2 separate regions of the Callithrix jacchus genome follow, and region 1 is linked to region 2. A link is a contact called in public Hi-C data. All regions are on one chromosome and are shown on one strand. Each heading gives the region's core, a stretch centred on a gene start, on an enhancer-like site or on the middle of the called end of the contact. The rest is flanking DNA. Distances are from core to core; before and after follow the strand shown. Region 1 holds the start of RBM4B (RNA binding motif protein 4B). Region 2 holds the start of NPAS4 (neuronal PAS domain protein 4).

Region 1 (4,732 bases), core at 535-3,034, 260 kb after region 2:
AGTAGGTGGAGCAGAACACTCCATGGCATGTTTTTTGACTCTGCTTGAATAGACGGCACAAATTTGAGCAACCAAAGATACCTCTCAGATCCGATCAGACTCGCCACCCAGATTTATGATATAGGGTTTCTTCTAGATACCTTTTTACTTCTTTCCCACAAGTATTCATCGCCTAAGGCAGTAAAGAACATAAATCTTAAGCATTTAAACCCTCAAATATAAGGCCTCCTGATCATAACCAAAGAAGCAGGTAACCCATGGACCTTGATCTTTCCTTCTCTCATAAGGTACTACCTCCCCAGGCAGATTACACTTCCAACAGCACTCAAATGAATGCAAGAATCCCGCAGGATAAAGTAACCTACAATTTGTGTTCCTATGTCTTAGCAAACCTAAAATCGCGAAGCGTTTGCTTCCCCAGGAGTAAATTATGCTGAACAGAGGTAAACATCATCTGTTATTTCCAGCTAAAACATAATGGAAGAAACCACCCTGACACTCCCATAGTCTTGTGTTCTTGCCTGTCTCAAGCTATACCCACACGGCTCTACTACCCAGGCCCCAGAGCAATTCACCTTGAAACTCTGTGTTGTCAAGGCCCCTGATGGCCTCCACTGCATCCTCTGCCCGCTCCATGTGTACGAAGGCATAATCTTTCACGATGTCACATTCGATGACCGGACCATACTCCTCAAACTTGGCTCGAAGCTCTTGGTTGGTACAAGTGGGGCTGATGTTACCCACGTGTAACTTGGTTGAAGCTTTGCTCTTATTCTTGCTGGCTTCCACGTTGATGTTCACCCCATGAAGCTTGTAATGGTGCAGGTTGCGTATGGCATCCTCGGCTGCTGTCTTGTCTTCTATGTGCACAAAGCCGTAATTCTTAATGATGTCACATTCCAGCACCTTCCCATACTGCTCGAAAAGAGAGCGGATCTCCTGCTCTGTGGCCTCCCGGGGCAGGTTTCCGATGAACAGCTTCACCATCCTGACAAGAGCCTGGGAGAGAAAAACAAGATTTCAAAAATCAGGGGTGTGGTGGGAAATTTCGGTGCAGTGCAGCATTTTCGTCTAATCCTCCAAAGTTCCGGCACCTTCAAGACCCTCACATAGACATTCGCTATTCTTCCTCAATAGAGGAAGGGCGGTTTGTTCTTGAGGAGTGCGCGCTATGTGTGACATGCAAACAGCCGGTCAAGGGTCAGCGTGCACAGGGCAGTCTATCATCTCCGTGAAATGGAGCGTAAATACCAGAATTAGCTGTTCCATGTCTTAAAATGAGGAAAGAGAAACGCCCAAGCAAAAGCAAGGAACAGTTATCGCAGTGAGCCTGCTAATAAGGTTTTGGAGGGAAATCTTCGTACCTCTCCTACGTGCGCTAGCACCTTTCAAGATACCCTAAAAAGAAAGAAGTCCCCTTTCCCCCAAACCGGGACTAACTACCCGCCCCCCAGCGGCCCAACCTCCAGCTCCTTCGCCCCAACAAAGACTCGACCCGACCCCTGCCCCGCCTCCTTCCGGAGACCCGGCCCCGCCTCCTCCCGTTGTCGTCCAGGACTTCCCGCAGCAAAACGTGAAACCCAAATCCGGACCATACTGTCTCCCGGAGGTCTGGCCCAGCCCGTCCCCAGGCTCTCCACATCGCACACACAAGAACCTCTCGCACCTCCGGGTGGCGGCGGCGGCGGCGGCGGCGGCGGCTCCCGCGTCAAAGCTAACCCTATAAAATGGCGACGGCCGCTCGAGCCTCGACGCTACCGGGCCCTTTCTCGCGCGCCAGCTCACGCACGCGCAAGTGCGCACTGCTTCCTTCCGCTTCACCTCGCGGGACCCAAGTGGCCAATCCTGAAGCTGAATACAAATGACCACGCAGCACGGGGGCGGGGCCCGCTGGAGGCGTTGCGGCTCCGTGGAGGTCAGCCCGCCCTCAGCCCCAGCCAGCCAATCACTACCCTGGAAGTGGTCGCCACTCCTGCCGTCAGAAGAGCTCTGGACGCCACCACTGCCTAGAGAAGTGGAGGCCCTAGGGAGTCACTCGCCATCACAATGGGTCGCGTTATTGGGCTCTGTGAGGGGGCGGGGTGCTGATGACAAAGGGTAATCTCTCCGAGTGCCCTAAAAAGGGGCTTTCGTAACGGGCTTTCCGGCCTTTGTGCAGCTTGGGGCAACATTTCAGAAACAACAGGCGCGCCACATTTTAAGCAAAACTAGTCATTGTTTTGTAGAGCTTTAAACATTAAAGTTTTTATTGCAGACGTGTTATTTAGGTACGGAAACTGAGAACCAAGGGACAGAAAGATAACCTGGCATTGCTACCCAGGCTACGCTTAGCCATGTTTTGTTTGCTCATGAGTATCCGTGGGCTGGTTCTCTCTCTCATTGTGTGTCCGTCACAGTCCTGGCCTGTGGTGAGCACAATAGAGGAATATTTGGTGGAGAGGCCCAGTGAGGTCCCAGTTTTGGGGTGGGACAGGGTCTCCTCGTCCACGCCAAGCTGGAAATGTATGTAACTGTGAGTTTCCCGACATACTCGAGCATTCAAAATTCACCTGTGGTCCAAGGGCACCTCCTGGCGGTAAAAAGAAGTTTAGACCGGCCGGGTGCAGTGGTCCGCGACTGTAACCCCAGCGCTTTGGGAGGCGGAGGCGGGCGGATCACGAGGTCAGGAGTTCAAGACCAGCTTGGCCAGTATGGTGACCCACCCCCCGCCCCCGCGTCGCTACTAAAAATACAAAAATTAGTTGGGCGTGGTGGCGCGCGCCTGTAATCTCAGCTACTTGGGAGTCTGAGGCAGGAGAATCGTTGGAACCTGGGAGGCGGAAGTTGCAGTGAGCCGAGATCGTGCCACTGCACACCAGCCTGCGTCACAGAGCGAGACTCGGTATCAAAAAAATAAAAAGTCAGGCGGATTCCCCACTGTCACCCTCCAACAAAGCATAGCAGTTTATGGAGATTGATGAATTGGGTTTATCTCCTAGTAGAGCCTGCCAGAGAGATTGTCAGTCACCATTCCCCATTGTAGTGGCTCCATAACGGTTTCTCTGATATTATCAGGCACACATTCCCCAGGCTGCCTGCTTCCACCCCAGCTACTTGAATATGTTCTTTCCCTGAGTTTTTTGTTTCTCAGCCATTTCAGAAAAGGCACTGTCCTTCCAATTTTATTTTTATTTTTTAAAAGACAGAGTCTTGCTGTGTCACCCAGGCTGGAGGGCAGTGGGGAGATCTCAGTTTACGGTAATGGGCGCTTCCCAGGTTCAAACCATTTTCCTGACTCAGCCTCCCAAGTAGCTGGGACTACAGGCATGCACCACCACATCTGGCTAATTTTTGTATTTTTAGTAGAGACGGGGTTCCACCATGTTGGCCAGGCTGGTGTTGAACTCCTGACCTCAAGTGATCCACCTACCTTGGCATCTCACACTGCTGGGATTACAGGTGTAAGCCACTGTGCCTGGCCCTTAACTATTATTTTTGAGTCAGTGTGTCACTTTGTCACCCAGGTTGGAGTGCAGTAACACCATTATGGCTCACTGTAGCCTCGACTTCCTGGGCACAAGTAATCCTTTCACCGCAGCCTCTGGAGCAGCTGGGACCACAGGCATGGGCCACCACATCCAGCTAATTTTTAAAAAATTTTTGTAGAGATTTTTTGGGGGTGTCTCATTATGTTGCCAGACTGGTCTCAAACTTCTGGGCTCAAGATGTTTCCACTTTAGCCTCACAAAATGCTGGGATTACAGGTGTGAGCCACTGCACCTGGCTTATGTGCTTCTAATTTAAAATAGCACTATCCTATGTTAATATCATCTAATGTTCATGCTCAGAATTCTCCTGGATTGTTACAAATGTCTTTTTACAGTTGATTTCTTCTAATCTCGACTTAAACGTGGTACATTTGCATAAATTATGTAAATAGTGTTTTTTGAGTTGTACAGCTCATTGTGCCTTACTGTTTTTTTACTAAGGGCTGTGTTGCTTCATGATAGCTAACTAGTGAGTAACGCAGTACTCCGTGGTGTACAATCATATATTATACTTTTTTTTTTTTTTTTGAGACAGAGTTCGCTCTTGTTACCCAGGCTGGAGTGCAATGGTGTGATCTCGGCTCACTGCAACCTCTGCCTCCTGGGTTCAGGCAATTCTCCTGCCTCAGCCTCCTGAGTAGCTGGGACTACAGGCACGCACCACCATGCCCATCTAATTTTTTGTATTGTTAGTAGAGACGGGGTTTCACCATGTTGACCAGGATGGTCTCGATCTCTTGACCTCGTGATCCACCCGTCTCAGCCTCCCAAAGTGGTGCTGGGATTGCTTACAGGCGTGAGCCACCACACCTGACCTTTTTTTTAGAAAAGGTCTTGCACTGTCATGCAGGCTGGAGTGCAGTGGCACAATCAGCTTACTGCAGCCTTCAGCTCCTGGGTCCAAATGATCCTCCTGCTTCAGGATGCTGAAGCCCACAGCCCTCAGCCTCCCAAGTAGCTAGGATTATATGCCCAGCTAATTTTTTTGTTTTTGGTAGAGACGAGGTCTCACGATGCTGCCTGGGCTAGTCATACACCTGGCCCCAAGTGATCCTCCCACTTCCAGTATACTAGGGTTACAGGTGGCCTCTTGAATTTTCAAGTTTGTGCTTCTGTAAATTTCCTGTTCATATCTTTTGCCCATTGTTGTTTTCAGGTTGCAGGATCCTTTTTGTTGTTGATTTTTAGGGCTTTTTTTGTATATG
Region 2 (5,018 bases), core at 446-2,945:
TACCACCCCTTTCCACGAGGAGTGGGGAATTCCCTGGTCTCAAACTGTCCTTTTGGATGTCAGGGTTCATCTCCAGGCTTCCTGTGTGACTGGGACTTCCCAGTCCCACAACCCCAATTTTTAAGTGGCCTGATTTCCAGCCCCTTAAGTGATTCCATGCACACACAGCTACTCCATCAGATGAGATTTCAGATAAGAACATTCGCTAGCCCACTTGCTTCTTGCATTATTGAATCCCCAGGTAAGAACAGCATCTCCTCGCCCCTGTAGAAAGCAATCGTCTGTGGTGAAAAGAGAAAGAAGGGGGAGTATCGGATAGGGCAAAAGTGACAGGATACGGAGAAGAAAGAAAGGGGAATCTTCAGGGGCCGGGGCACTAAGCTGAGCCCACCACCAAGCACGCTAGGAGAAAAAGAAACGAAGGTGAGAGATGGAGAGTTGAAGGTGGAGAGGCAGAGCCAGCAACCCTAGCGCCACAGATGTGGAGAGAGGTAGAGGGAGCCTGGCGAAGTTACAGGGTCCCCGGTAGCTGCAGGGGTCACGGAGGGTCCGGCGCGGCCCCTCGCTTCTCGGCTGCTCCCCCATCTTGCCCGCCTAGGCAGGGCGGGGAGCCCTCCGGAGCTGTGCGGAGGCAGTCAGGCCCCGCCCGCCGCCGCCGCAGCCGCGGCAGCCGCCGGAGGATTCCTGTCCTAATATGGAGCTGGGATTCCCCCGGCCCCGCCCCCGCCCCCGGCCCGCGGGGAGACCGAGGCTGGCAGCAGGGCGGGGGGAAGCGCTCGCCTGGGGGCCAGTAACGGGGTGGGGGAGGGGGGAAGGGATGCCTAAGTGCAGATCCAGGTCCTCGCTGTCCCCTGCGTCCCTGCCTCAGTTTCCCCCTTCAGCAGCTAAGGTTAATTAGCTGACAGGGAAACCAAGAATCACTGCAGCCTAGCGCTGGTGTTGCTTTCTATACGTGGCTGTGAGAAAACAGGATCAGCGCCAAACTCAGCTGGTCCCTTCCCACCGGACCCCCTTTCCACCCATCCTAGGGACTTAGACCCCCATGAACACCCCTGATAAACCGCCAAAGCCCGGTTTGAGGAGAGGGGGAGGGGATTTGTTTTTCTGAAAATGGCCAAGGGAATCCCAGGTTGAGTAGTCCCCAGAGAGGAACCCCAGCTGTGACCTGTCCCACGGAGGCCAAGGAAAGTCCTCCTTCCCTGCATGTGAACGTGACCTTGTCTGGCAAGTAACGAGGGGGATTTGTAGACAGCCCTGTTCCTCCCTATTCCCTCAACTCCTCAGAAAAATTAGTGTCAGTGCCGGCCCCTCTCTGCCCTCTGCAGACTCCTGCCGGGGGCTTCAGGCCGCCCTAACCCTGGCCCTGTCGCTTCCCTCAACTGAAAGCGTTCGGACGCCTGGGTCCCCACACCCCATTCAAGCTTTCCTAACGCGGCGCCTGCCTCTCCGCTCAGCTCCCGCCAGGCTCGGCCCCCTCTGCAGCCTCCTGCTCCCCCCTCGCTCGCCCCCCTCCCGCTCTCATTCTACGTCATGGGATGACGTCGGAAGCCGGGCGGGAGGAGGAGCCCCCCTCCCCAGTCAGCGGCTCCCGCTGCAGCTCGCTTAGCCCAGCCTCCCGCTCTCCCGCCCCCCAGCTCTAAAACGAGCCCCCCACGCCTGGCAGGAGCTATATAAGGAGGCGTGAGGCAGGCGAGGGGGGCAGCGCAGCCGAGCGGAGCCCAGGAGAGCAGAAAGCGAGCCTGAGCGAGAGACGGGGAAGCACGGAGGAGGAAGCCGCCGGTGCGTCGGGACCGGAGCGCAGGTGCTCGGGCACCCGAGCAGGAAGCTCCGCAGCCGCCGGTCATGTACCGCTCCACCAAGGGCGCCTCCAAGGCGCGCCGGGACCAGATCAACGCCGAGATCCGGAACCTCAAGGAGCTGCTGCCGCTGGCCGAAGCGGACAAGGTCCGGCTGTCCTACCTGCACATCATGAGCCTCGCCTGCATCTACACTCGCAAGGGCGTCTTCTTCTCTGGAGGTGAGCATGCTGGGACTACCGGAGATCCGAGCTGCCGGGAGCCGGAGACCCTGGATCTGGGGAACCCGCTGGGGCTGCTGCATGTCTAGGGCAGCGTGCTGGCGAGCTGGGGAGATTCGGGACTGTCTATTTTTCCTCCTGAGCTCCCTCCAAACCTCACCTTAGTTCTGAATGAGAGTTAGAGAGCCTGGAAGGTATCTCTAACACCGGGGGCCTTAGAGGAGCGGAGAAGAGACAGGACAGAGCGGCCTCGGGGCCCGCCGGTGCAGAGGCGCTCGGGGAGCTGGGGAGGGAAGCCCGGGAAGTTGCAGGGATGGAGCGGCCTGAGTCTAGGGAAGCGTAGCCCTGTCCGCGGTGCTGAAAGGGATTTCCTGTCGCCTTCGTGGGGTGCTGCCTGTGGTGCTGACGGCCGCTTCGGCCGAGCAGGGAGCTGTCCACGGTTCTGAACCCACAGTCCGCTTTGGAACTCTGTCCGCGGTTCTGAGATTCAGAGCCCCTTGGGAGCTCTGTCCACGGTTCAGAAATTTAGAGCCGAGGAGGCGCCGACCCCGTTTAGAAGTCGAGGGCTTGCGGGCTATGGAGATACAGCAACAGGTTCCCTGGCCAAGAGCTGCGGGCAGCGGGTCAACAGGTGTTTGCAGAGGCAGGTCCATAAGAAATTCCTCTGGATTCTCTGAAACTCAGGCCATGCCTTCCTCACTTCTGCTTTGCCTCCCAGTCTTACTCCTGACTCACCATGTCTTCTCGCCCTACAGGCACTCCTCTGGCAGGCCCCACGGGGCTTCTCTCAGCTCAGGAGCTTGAGGACATCGTAGCGGCACTACCTGGCTTTCTGCTTGTGTTCACAGCCGAGGGGAAGTTGCTCTACCTGTCTGAGAGTGTGAGCGAGCATCTGGGCCACTCCATGGTGAGTGCTGAGGGTCATTTCAGCTGAGGCTGGGCATGAAGGGGGCACCATGAGCCTTCCACTCCTGAGGAACTGGGAATTACTATGGAGGAAGAGGTTATACCCTGCAAGATACCATAGATCAAAGATTGGCTCCCGCTGTTCTCACTAATGGTCATCTCTTCTTTTCCTTTCTCCAGGTGGACCTAGTTGCCCAGGGTGACAGCATCTACGACATCATTGACCCAGCTGACCACCTCACTGTGCGCCAGCAACTCACTCTGCCCTCTGCCCTGGACACTGGTAAGGACTCCCTTCTTCCCTCCTCGGTCCAGTTTTCCCACTTGCTTCCCTTCTCCCCTGCATCCACTGTCTAGCTCAGCCACTCACCCTCTTATCGGTTTTTTTCTTCACCCATCTAGATCGCCTCTTCCGCTGCCGCTTCAACACCTCCAAGTCCCTCAGGCGCCAGAGTGCAGGCAACAAACTAGTGCTTATTCGAGGCCGATTCCATGCTCACCCACCTGGGGCCTACTGGGCAGGAAACCCCGTGTTCACAGCTTTCTGTGCCCCACTGGAGCCGAGACCCCGCCCTGGCCCTGGCCCTGGTCCTGCCTCACTCTTCCTGGCCATGTTCCAGAGCCGTCATGCTAAAGACCTGGCCCTACTGGACATCTCTGAGAGGTAAGCCTGGAGTGTTCAGATTCCAAGACAAAGGCAGGCCAGAGATGAGGGGACCCTAGATTCTGGAGTCAGGGGCAGGGAGGATGGGGTTTAGGGGGGCAGAGGATCTGGGAGGGAGTGAGATGCATGGGTATCAAGCAAGGAAAACAGAAAGCTGACCTCACCCTTTCCACCTTCCCAGTGTCCTAATCTACCTGGGCTTTGAGCGCAGTGAACTGCTTTGTAAATCATGGTATGGACTGCTGCACCCCGAGGACCTGGCCCACGCTTCTGCTCAACACTACCGCCTGTGTGAGTGTCCAGAGAGGCTGGGGACAAGAGAACAAGCTGAGAAAGGCATGGGAGACCAGACAAAGAATGAGCTGTAGTCAAGAGTGATGCTGGGGAGATAACAGAAGCCAACAGTTTTGGATGCTATAGGGTGAACATGAGGGTGAGGATTCAAGGCAATAATCGAAGCAGAACTGGGGGACTCTGAGTGGTGAGGTCAAGGTAGAGAGCTGAGTGGTGCAGGTGAGGGTAGTCAGAGGAGAGGATGTCATGCCTTCTTAATTCAGTGGAGAAGTGAGCAAAGGTGGGGAGTAGGTAGAGTTGCCTGGTGGGCATCCTAACTCTGCATCTTCTTTCTCCCCAGTGGCTGAGAGTGGAGATATTCAGGCAGAGATGGTGGTGAGACTACAGGCCAAGACTGGAGGCTGGGCATGGATTTACTGCCTGCTATACTCAGAAGGTCCAGAGGGCCCCATTACTGCCAATAACTACCCAATCAGGTAAGCCACAAGCCAGGGGTTTAGCAGGCAGCTGAGGTCGGCATGGAGGAAACACAAATCAGGGAACTACTCTGGAAATGGACATGAGACCCTTACCAGCTGCCTCTTCTCTCCTCTCCAGTGACATGGAAGCCTGGAGTCTCCGCCAGCAGTTGAACTCTGAAGACAACCAGGCAGCTTATGTCCTGGGCACTCCGACCATGCTGCCCTCATTCCCTGAGAACATTCTCTCCCAGGAACAGTGCTCCAGCACTAACCCACTCTTCACCGCAGCCTTGGGGGCTCCCAGAAGCACTAGCTTCCCCAGTGCTCCTGAACTGAGTGTTGTCTCCGCATCAGAAGAGCTTCCCCGACCCTCCAAAGAACTGGACTTCAGTTACTTGGCATTCCCTTCTGGGCCTGAGCCTTCTCTCCAAGCAGAACTGAGCAAGGATCTCGTATGCACTCCACCCTACACGCCCCACCAGCCAGGAGGCTGTGCCTTCCTCTTCAGCCTCCATGAGCCCTTCCAGACCCACTTGCCCGCCCCATCCAGCACTCTTCAAGAACAGCTGACTCCAAGCACTGCGACCTTCTCTGATCAGTTGACACCCAGCAGTGCAACCTTCCCAGATCCACTAACTAGCCCACTGCAAGGCCAGCTGACTGAAACCTCAGCCAG

The links. A called contact is a pair of places that touch in the nucleus more often than the background predicts.
Region 1: a Hi-C map of induced pluripotent stem cells shows a contact between it and region 2, with 3 times the contacts expected there. The contact joins the promoter of RBM4B here to the promoter of NPAS4 in region 2. A contact is called at or near these places in 3 of 3 Hi-C or Micro-C datasets (induced pluripotent stem cells and skeletal muscle).

Annotation. Positions count from the first base shown.
Region 1 is chr10:123,756,899-123,761,630 of calJac240_pri, forward strand. RBM4B (RNA binding motif protein 4B) reads right to left here and starts at 1,785. Exons shown (of 5, transcript XR_013523516.1): 1 at 1,667-1,785; 2 at 576-999. All of the region lies in intron 1 of RBM4 (RNA binding motif protein 4), which reads left to right.
Region 2 is chr10:123,495,827-123,500,844 of calJac240_pri, forward strand. It overlaps NPAS4 (neuronal PAS domain protein 4), which reads left to right and starts at 1,696. Exons shown (of 7, transcript XM_078341467.1): 1 at 1,696-2,017; 2 at 2,773-2,924; 3 at 3,104-3,206; 4 at 3,326-3,587; 5 at 4,222-4,357; 6 at 4,479-5,018. The coding sequence starts at 3,416.